Linked DNA regions of Sus scrofa: all the other regions are linked to region 2. A link is a contact called in public Hi-C data. All regions are on one chromosome and are shown on one strand. Each heading gives the region's core, a stretch centred on a gene start, on an enhancer-like site or on the middle of the called end of the contact. The rest is flanking DNA. Distances are from core to core; before and after follow the strand shown.

Region 1 (3,492 bases), core at 160-2,659, 210 kb before region 2:
ACCTCATGGTTCCTAGTCGGATTCGTTAACCACTGCGCCACGACGGGAACTCCCAAATATTCTGATTCAGTAGGTCTGAGCCCTAGAATCTGCATTTCTAACCAGCACTCCTGCCCCAATACACTCTTGCTGATAGAAGACAGATACACCAGGCTACGGTGAGACTTTTGAGTCTTTTAAGGTGGTCTCTGGGGCTCAGGATTCCAAGACTGAGTGAGTCTGACTTCCTCGATTTAACCCACCACCCTACGCTCATCGCCACCTTAGGCAGCAATGGGGGGAAGCATATAGGTGGGGAGGGGAAGGGGACATCAATACATAGCAACCTTCCCCATGGTCTTTACCCAAGGCCCCAGGTGAGTGGTTCAAGGTAAGACCTACCTCATTGGCTTTCTCAGGGGTGCCCTTGGGGGAGGGGGAGGCAGGCGAGGAGGGCAGCCTGCGTTCCCGCTCCCAGTCTCGATCCCGGTGGATCAGTTTGCTGTTGGGTTCCTTCAAGGTCCTCTTGAGCTCATTGATGCTGGCCTGGTGCTTCAACAAGACGTCCTCTGGCTTGTCTAAGAACTAGGGGTGCATGGAGAGGAGAGTCAGAGGAATCGGCAGTGAGAGGAGGATGCAAGGTGTGGTAAAGCTGGTAATGGTCCCCAACACTGCTCTTCCTCAGCAAATGGGTTCCCATCCATGGCCCTGCCTTATCCCACACCTTCCCATAAGCTAAACAGGGCAGGGATGATTAGCCCCAACAGGTGAACAAAGCACTCAAGATTAAACAAAAGAGCAAAAAGTACTTAAGTTTAACAAGGTTAAGATGAGACTTCTCCCTGGCCTGAATCCTGGCCTCGGAACATCTAAGTCAACCCAAATCGCACAGGTCTGGATGAGTTCCCTCTAGTTTCATAAGTCTCAGAGGTGACGTCTCTCTGGTTACAACCAAGGCACAGAGAGAGCTCACTGATCCTGTTCACTAGGCTGCTCTGGCCCATTTCCTGGATCCCTACCTCTGGTCCAGACTTGGACGACTGTGAGTAGCAGGACCCTCAGTCTAGGCCCCTCCTAGCCCAATATGTGCCATCACTCAGCTTCTGTAGGGCCCTTCTAAAGCCAGGGACATCCATAAAAATGTGCCCTGCTTCCACACCAGGCACCCAGGAGAGATTACGTTGAGCATCTTCGGCTGGGAGCCACTACCCTTCCCAAACACCCAGGATCTCCCAGATACCTTGGAGGTACCAACTGCTCAAGGTGACAGTGTGAGATACAGCCAGAGAGAGAACCTAGGACTCTGTGGAGTGTTCAGGAAGATGAGAATTAGAGACCAGGAAGAAGAGAGGTAACTCCCAAGGCCAGGCCCAAGAACTGCGCTGCGGGCGACAGCTGGAGTCACAGGTGCACATTAAACTGCCAAGCCTGAGTTCTGGCCAGTACAGCATGAGACAGCAATCTGCTCTCAGTCAAGAGAGGACCAGCCTTTGCATGGGAGCTGGCAGTGGCCAGCCTACTTCTGGGGGGAGGGCAGGTGGGCTGGTAGCCCAAGGACCCTTATCAGCAATGCTGTTTTGAGGATTTAGGACAAGAAGTGGACCATCTCAGCTTATTATAAAGTCAGATCAGTGATTCTGGAACAGCGACCTGGAAGGCAAGCTTGCCCTTGGACAAGGCTAGAATCTTGCCCTGGGCATATGTCTGGCATCCAAGGATCCACTATGACTAACTCCTGAGTTAGTTCAGGAAGGAAACTGATGCCGTTGAGGCTCTGCTTTCCCTCTCGGTCTGTACCTTCTGCATCCCTTCCTGAGCAGGGCTGCCTCAGGAAATGTCTGTCTGAGAAATCAAACCTGAGAGTTTGCCCAGGGCGGGGGGTTGGGGCTGCTGTGGACCCAAGATGTGGCTAGGGACCTTCTATCCCGAACCTGCCGCGCTAGCTCTGTGGACATGGTGTGCCCGAAGGCTGAAGGGAGTTGTGGAACCCTGGGATCCTTAAAGGTTAAGGGCCTGAGGGAAATCTAGTCCAAATGCCTCACTGTGCAGACAGGGGGGTTGGGGCCTGAGGGGCTTTCTCAAGACCCTCAAAAAGTCAGTGGCAGAACTGAGGTGGAAACCCAGATCTTGGGACTCCAAAAGCCAGGCCCTGCTAATGGCCCAGCCTTTGGCCTTTCCCTCAACGCTTCCCTAAGAACAGGGAAACTGCAGTTAAGGTTCAAAGGAGAGACGTGGAGACTGTGAAAGGGAAGGAGTGGTTAACACAGCAGGAATCAGCTGACAGAAGCATCAAATGGGAGGAGGGACAGGAGGAGAAGGAGGAAAGAGGAGGCTTTCCTGACGATGCTGGAGCAGCAGAGGCCCTACCTGTGGGAGGTGCCCCCGGGGTCTGAGAGGTCAGAGGTGCTCTGAGGCTCCTCCCTCCCCCCACCCCCCACTCCCACATCTGGTTGCAAGAGATACAAAATGAAGCTTGGGGTGGGACGCAGGTGACACAGATGAGGTGGAGGCATGACCAGATGGTGGTGTGGGGAGGAGAGGAGTCCAAGGAAGGGTTGGGGGCATGGGGGTGGAGATGAGTTCAATGAAAGGATGGAATGGCCTGGAAGAACTGAGGGACACAGGTGGCAGGGTCAGCAGGTGGAAAGCAAGCATGGGGTAGTCTGGAGAGGTGGAATATGATGCTGGGAAGAGGGAAGGAGGGGAGGGAAGAGAGGGGAACATGGTTGGGGGTGGGGGTCTATGGATGAGCTTAAGACGGGGAGGGGGTGATGGCAGGTGTGGGTGGGTGGGGCAGGAGTATGACCGGGAGAGGAGGAGAAGCTCAAGCTGAGATGGTGCCGGGATATGAGCCTGGGATGGAGGGTGGGCCGGTGACAGAGAGCTGGGAATGAATGGCTGGGTGAGAGGGGACAGGCCCCATGCAGTACCTCCTGCTTGTGTCTCGGCGTGGTTTCCTGCTCCGGCTAGCGGGACGTGGGAGAAGGAAAAGGAACCAGCAGGGTCAGTAGAGCAAATGGATTAGAGATACCGCGACTGGCCTGGTCCAGCAGATAGCCCAGAGCACTCTGGGAAGCTGGGTGGGCCGCCAGCAGGGCAGCGAGGTCGTCAGAAGGTGTTGGGCGTGTAGCAGGGAGCCCAGGAAGGTGGAGAAGGGGAGGGGAGGACTGGAGCCAAAGCGAGCAGTCACACTCAGCAGATGGGACGGGAAGATTCTAGACGATTACGCTTCTCGCTGTCCGAGGTGGGAGTGCATGACGGAAGCACGCTACACCGTGTATGCATGAGCCTGTGTGCGTGTGCATGCTGTCTGCATGTCGGGTGCATAGCTCTGGGTGAGAGGGGTATCTGTGAGTGAACGGGTGAGTCTGGGGCCATCTGGGCCTGTGTGAGTGTGGGCACAGGTATGTGGGAAATGGGGGCAGGCGGCAGGAGGGGACACACTTGAGCCTCACACTGTGAGGGCCTGCAGGGACACCCTATCATGGGTGAAGGGCGCTGTGCACATCCAGA
Region 2 (3,309 bases), core at 640-3,139:
GGGTCCAGTGTAGCCAGCTTGTCCACTTTTTCAAGAAAAGCTGGAAGTCCAGATTTGCACACAAAACCTCCCAGTTTTTACATGTTAGTAACTAAAAACAATAAAGGCCCAGTGTGATGACTTGCAAGGTTTTCAGGCTATGGAAAATGTTCTGTGAGGATCCATTTTAACACATTTGCAAGAGTACATCCTATGGGAGAGGCAAGTTTTATACCAGAGCCACTAGTATGTTGATGGTTGTTTAAACGGCCCATTCATTCTGCACAGAAATCAAAGGGACTGCAAGTGTCATAAAAAGCTTTCATAAGGGACCCGTCTCGTTCCTTAGTTTCCCTGTCTGTGAAATGGGGATACAAAGCATGCATCATCTCACTGACTTTTCATAACTACTAATGACATAAGTTCTATTACATCCAAAATGTACAGACAAGAAAACTCAGAAACAGCAGTTTAATGAAGACAAATATTTAAACAGCCCTTTCTTTCCAAAGTCTTTACTATTTAATCCTCTCAACAACTCTGGCCTATGGCAAATAGATTGGGATTCCACCAAGGCAGCCTAATTCCAACAGGGTAGCACAGTTTTACTTTTCAACATATATGTAATGGAAGCCATATATATAATTTAAAGTTTTTGGATTTCCCGTTGTGCCTCAGTGGGTTAAGAACCCAACTAGTATCTGTGATGATGCAGGTTCCATCCCTGGTCTCATTCAGTGGGTTAAGGATCTGGTGTAGGCCACATAGGCAGCTTGGGATCTGGCATTGCTGTGGCTGTGGCTTAGGCTGGCACTGCAGCTCAGATTCCACCCCTAGCCTAGGAACTTCCATATGCTGTAGGTGCGCCCCCCCCCATAAAAAATAGTTTTCTAGTAGGTCACATTTAAAAAGTAAAATGACACACATGAAATTTGACATTTATATACATATATATATATATTTAGTACCCATGGCATATGGAGGTTTCCAGACTAGGGGTCGAATCGGAACTGTAGCTACTGGCCTAAGCCACAGCCACAGCCACACAGGATCCCAGCGGCATCTGCAACCTACACCACAGCTCACAGCAATGCAGGATCCTTAATCCATTGAGCAAGGCCAGGGATCGAACCTGTGTCCTCATGGATGCTAGGTGGATTCATTAACCACTGAGCCACGACAGGAAATCCTGAATTATATATTTTATTTGACTCAATATATGCAAAATATTATCAATCCAACATGTAACAACAGAAAAAATTACGGCGACACTTTATCTTTTTCATACCAAGTCCTGTATATATGTCACGTTACAGGACATTCCCTTTCTGACTAGCCACATTTCAAGAACTAACGAGGTAAGCATACATACCTAGTGACCACTATATGGCAGTACACATTTAGTCTATTTAGTAATCCTAAAATTAAAAGCAAAACCTACAGCGCCACCTGTCCCTTGATTCCAGAGGACACGCAAAAAAAAAAAAAAAAAAAAAAAGTTCTTCAGCATTTACTTTGTGCCATGAGAAGGGCAAGTTTTACTCTGTGTGCTGAGGATCTTACACACGTTATCTGTGTCACTCCCTCTACCAGGCAGGTGTACTGCCCTCTTTCGACTGAGCGAAAGAACTTTCCCGAGTTGGGCCCTCCCCCTAATGCCTGACAGTCATCCCGCCGTCCCTTCTCTGCCACCTGCTGGGCCCCAGACCCCGCGAGCTCTGGCTCGCCTTCATCCCAATTAGGGTCGGGTAAAAAGGTGCGCATGCAGAGGCAGGGGCGGCGCAGGTCACCTGCCGGCCGAAGCCACCAAGTCGCATGATGACCCTTTTGGGCCCCTCCTCCTTGGGCCTGAGTAGGCGTTCCGGCACCGGCTCCTCCCCCGACTCCTCCTCCAACTCCTCCTCAGAGTTCTCCTCCTCAGAGTCATCCTCCGACACCTCCTCGGGTTCCTTCCCCGCCTCCTCCTTCTCCTCGAACTGGTGCTCGGAGGCGCCACCATCCCGAACTGACCATTGCACGCTTAGATTAGCCGGGTGCCCTGCTGTGGCCGCCGCCTCCTGGCGGGACTCGCGAACGCGAGGGGGCGCCGCGTCCTCGAGCCCAGACTCGGCTTCCGGGCGCTCGCGCACCGAGGTCATCATAGAGAAGCCAGCGGGGACGACCACTTCCGGCCGCCCCAGCCGCTTCGCCGGCGCTGGTAAGCTCACGGCGCCCCCCGCCCGCCTCCCTCAGGGTCTCGCGGACTCCGCCCTCTAGCGGAAACGTCTCCCTCCTTACCCAGCCCCCGCGCAGACGTAGTGCCGCGCCCTCAGCTGCGGGACAAAGAGTGACGTCCGTAGCGGAGTTATGGCGGCCACCGAGCTGAGCTTGGCGGCTACCGGGAGTCTCGCGCTGCCGTTGGGGAAAGAAGAAGGGGCCGGCCCGAGCTCAGGCCCGGAGCGTGACTCTGCGGACTCCTTCTCGACTCCTGAGGCCCCACCGCCTGCCCCCAAGCCCTCCAGCCCCAAGGCCGAGGTCGCCGAAGAGAATCCTACGCCTCACTCGGCCGCCTCCGCCTCCCTGGAGCTGCCCCTCGGGCCCGCAGCCCTGGGCTCCGCGTCGTTTGCCGAAGCAGCTCCGCGCTCACCCCCAGGCCCTGGCGGTTCCCGGCCCGGCCCAGAGACGTTCCGCCAGCGATTCCGGCAGTTCCGCTACCAAGACGCGGCAGGCCCGCGGGAAGCGTTCCGGCAGCTGCGGGAGCTTTCCCGCCAGTGGCTGCGGCCCGACATCCGCACGAAGGAGCAGATCGTGGAGATGCTGGTGCAAGAGCAGCTGCTCGCCATCCTGCCCGAGGCGGCGCGGGCCCGGCGGCTTCGCCGCCGCACAGACGTACGCATTACAGGCTGAGCAGCCGGGCTGCCGGCGGCCCGGCTCTCCATTCTGCGTTAATGAAAAACGAGTTTTGGCTGTTCCTGCAGTCTCGAGTGTCCTTTTCGGTCGTCCTTTGCAATGTTTATTTCCCCGAGCCTATTTCCAACCTTTCTGACTGGTGGCGAAATCAAGTTGGGAGCTCATGAGAATAAAGCCTTTCTTATTCACTTGACCTTCGTAGGTTTTGTGGAATCATTGGGTTGGCTAGGCTTGGGCCTCCACATCTGGGAAATTTTCTCCTGCGCGTTCCCTAGGACCCCACTTGGGTTTCCTTTGTTTGGTAATGTGGGTCCAGCAGCCTGGGTTCCGTATTCGCTCTACCCTCTCACTAGCTGGAATTTGAGCTTGTTTTCCTACCTAAGAGGGTAGATGATGGTTATAGTCTTACCTTATGACTGTGGGATGGTGCAGACAAATTGT
Region 3 (3,226 bases), core at 152-2,651, 150 kb after region 2:
GGGAAGAAAACTGAGGACAGAAAATATCTTGGATGGCAGAAAAGCTTAAGAACCACAAACCATCCCCTGGAAATAAGAGGACTCAGAAAAAAGGTGTGCCCTCTGGATATAATAAGCATCAGAAAGGTGCCTACATCCTGCATAACCGAAGGAGTGCATGCTGTACATTTGGGGGGCACTAGAACCAAGCACACTTTAACGTAAGAAAGTAAGTCTCCCCCAGGAAATAAGGTGGTCTGATTTGGAGGACTCATGAAAAAGGATGCAACTCCAAGAAGAGAGTGACTGAAAAAAAAAAAAAAACACTGAATTCTCTTGTATAAATACAAATATGTATTCCCAAACTTCAGGATTTGAATCTCATTTTCGAGACTGGTAATGAAGTGCACGCCCAGATTTGAAGGGTTAGGAGAGGAAGCAGCCCCTACAATGAAGAAATTCTGGAAAGCACGTTACCAGATTTTGGGCCTAGAAAAGGAGATTCTTCCTTGGATTTATGGGAACATAAGTACTCCCAAAACTCTGGTTCCTGGGCTCCAGATTTTAGACTCGCTAATGGGATGAACCCCCAAATTTGAAAGGAAATGCTTATTCAACTGGAGGCTCGAAATGGGAGTGCCCTCCCAGACTGAGGGGGTCGTGGGTCAGGAGGTACATCCTCAGTTGAGGAGGCTCTACAAATTAAGATAAAACTCCATGGCTAGAGCTTAAGAAAGGGGATGCACCGACCACATTTTGCAAAACTATAGAGAAAGGGGACACTCCCATAGTCAAGGGCTTGGAGAAGGGGTGTGCTCCCCAGAATACGATAAAAGAGTCAAGAAAAGAAAACGCGTTCCCGAAGCACAAGGAAACAGCAGGGGTTGGTGGTGGAGCCCTCCGGGGCCACAGAGCTGAGGATCCAGCCCTAGCGCTTACCCCCCACCCCCAACACGGCCCGCTCCGCGCCCGGGGCCCGCACCCCGCGGCTCAGCCCCCTCGGGCGGCGCTGATTGGTCGCAGCCACTGTCACTCTCGCGGGCAGCCCTGGGGATTGGGTGCCGCTCGCACGCCCGCCACGCTCTCGACAGCGGTCCCTGGGCCTCCCTCCAGGCTGGGCAAGCTGGGCCAGGCGGGGAGCGGGGCCGGGCAGGGGACCGGAGCAGCGGTGGCGTCCGTCACCGTCCCTGCCCGCACGGCGCGCGCAAGCGCGCGCGCGCGGCGCGGGCCCGACCCGACCCGGCCCCAGCCAGCCGGCTTCGCCTCGCCGCGCCTCGCCGCGAGCTCACCTCACAGCCCCGCTCCGGCTGCGCCGCTCCAGGACCAACCGACAGAAGGGCTCTGCGTGCTGCGCACCACGTGACCCCCGGGACGCGCCCAGCGTATCCCCCGCCCCCCACACACACGCACCATCGCCACCACCGAGTGACGCAGCGCCTCAACTGCCCCGCCCTTGGCCCCGCCCCGTCCCTATCACCGTGGCGACGGCCCTGGCGGGTCACACCCACGGCCCTGACGCGCGGGAACTGGCCTGCGCCCGGATCCGAAGCACGAAGTACCGATTCGCCTGTTAATTTTGCCTCCTAAATGCATCTCGAAGCCTCCTACTTCTCTCCATCCCGCTGCCAACATTCCACTCTAGTCCACCTTAAACTCTCTTCTGGATGGTGGTTATTATCTTCTCCATCTCCTTACTCTTACCCCTTCCAATCCATTCTTCACACTCAGCTGGAGCTTTTCAAAACGCAGCTATAGTCACAGCCATCCCCTGCTCAAAACTCATTACTCACTGTTCTTCAGATTAAGATCTAAATCATCATTGTATTCTATCAGGCTTTTCAGAGTCTGTGCCTAATGTGCCTCTCTCGCATTCTCACACATTCAGATCTTAGCATCCTTCAGGTCCCCAAACAAGCCAGGTTCGTTCCTGCCTCAGGGTTTTTGCCCTCATCTCTCCTCCACTTTACCTCATTAACTTCTTGGAAAGGATTCCAATAGCTGGTGTGGAGACGAGCTGTATTCTGCCTCAAAGGATTAAGGAGGAAGCCTCAGAAGGGTCTGAGATGCTTTCCCAATGAGACTTGGGAAGTCCTAAAGAGAAATGCTAAACATTTGTTTTTTTTTAGAAAGGCAACAACGACTTTATTTTATATTGGAAAAACTGGGTCGCTAGATTGCACTTCTTAAAATGTAAATGTAATCATGTCACTCCCCCTGCTTAAAACAACCAATCTCTCCTTCAAATACTCTCCTCCCTGCTAACCCTTTGGCCACAATGACCTGCTGTCCATTTTTTTGGTTCCATTCTCTTTCCAGGTGCTAGGCCATTGACGAGGCTGTTGCTTTTGGCAAATCTGACTCTTTAAAGATCTGTTTGTCATCTTCTCAGTGAAGTCTTCTTTTTTTTTTTTTCTGTTTTTCTATTGTTATAACTATTCCAGTGAGTGTGAAGTGGTAGCACATTATGGTTTTAATTCACATTTTTTTTCTTTTTTAAAATGTATTAATTAAAGAGTAGTTGATTTACAATATTGTATTAATTTCCACTGTACAGCAAAGTGACTCAGTGATACGCATATATAGTTTTTTTTTTTTTTTTGACCAAAACTGCTGGCATGTGGGGGTTCCCAGCCAGGGATCTAACCTCTGCCACAGCTGCAACCTGTGCCACAGCTGCAGCAATGCGGATCCTTAACCTGCTGCACCACCTCCCATACATTCTCCTATACCTTCTATTATATTCTTTCCCATATTGTTTACCATGGGATATTGAATATAGTTCCCTGTGCTATACAATAGGACTTTGTTGTTTATCCATTCTATACATAATAATGCATCTGCTAACCCCAGACTCTCCTGCCATCCCTCTCTCTTGGCAACTACCATCTGTTCTCTATGTCTGTGAGGCTTTCTTTTTTGTAGATAACTTCATTTGTGTCTTTTTTTTTTTTTTTTTTGCTTCTTAGGGCCACACCCACGGCATATGGAAGTTCCCAGGCTAGGGGTCAAATCAACTGCAGCTGCCAGCCTACACCACAGCCAAAGCACCAGGGGATCCAAGCTGGGTCTTCGACCTATACTGCAGCTCATGGCAACACCGGATCCCTGACCCACTGAGCAAAGCCAGGGATCAAACCCACATCCTTATGGATACTAGTCGGATTCATTTCAGCTGCACTGCAACAGGAACTCCTATGTCATATTTTAGATTCCACATTTCGGCAATATCATATAATATTTGTCCTTC

Evidence for each region. A called contact is a pair of places that touch in the nucleus more often than the background predicts.
Region 1: a Hi-C map of skeletal muscle shows a contact between it and region 2, with 10 times the contacts expected there. The contact joins the enhancer-like site here to the promoter of SCAND1 in region 2. A contact is called at or near these places in 3 of 5 promoter capture datasets (fetal liver, fetal skeletal muscle and liver), 17 of 47 Hi-C or Micro-C datasets (alveolar macrophages, brain, embryonic fibroblasts and 8 more) and 2 of 2 datasets of contacts at active chromatin or transcription factors (alveolar macrophages and skeletal muscle).
Region 3: a contact with region 2 is called in a Hi-C map of skeletal muscle, with 5 times the contacts expected there. The contact joins the promoter of PHF20 here to the promoter of SCAND1 in region 2. A contact is called at or near these places in 2 of 47 Hi-C or Micro-C datasets (heart right ventricle and skeletal muscle) and 2 of 2 datasets of contacts at active chromatin or transcription factors (alveolar macrophages and skeletal muscle).

The regions. Positions count from the first base shown.
Region 1 is chr17:39,456,893-39,460,384 of Sscrofa11.1, reverse strand. It overlaps EPB41L1 (band 4.1-like protein 1), which reads right to left. Exons shown (of 23, transcript XM_021078015.1): 15 at 382-564. Among named protein-coding and RNA genes, the nearest start is that of AAR2, 40 kb to the left of the region's middle. Within about 2 kb of position 1,409, at least 3 of the 83 cell types and tissues checked have an H3K27ac peak or open chromatin away from gene starts, as enhancers often do. A contact at or near this core is called in skeletal muscle, where this site is marked.
Region 2 is chr17:39,244,208-39,247,516 of Sscrofa11.1, reverse strand. SCAND1 (SCAN domain-containing protein 1) reads left to right here and starts at 1,889. Exons shown (of 1, transcript XM_003134419.4): 1 at 1,889-3,061. The coding sequence starts at 2,326. The coding sequence ends at 2,865. It overlaps CNBD2 (cyclic nucleotide-binding domain-containing protein 2), which reads right to left and starts at 2,142. Exons shown (of 13, transcript XM_021077743.1): 1 at 1,770-2,142. The coding sequence starts at 2,120.
Region 3 is chr17:39,090,971-39,094,196 of Sscrofa11.1, reverse strand. It overlaps PHF20 (PHD finger protein 20), which reads right to left and starts at 1,401. Exons shown (of 18, transcript XM_021078131.1): 1 at 1,269-1,401.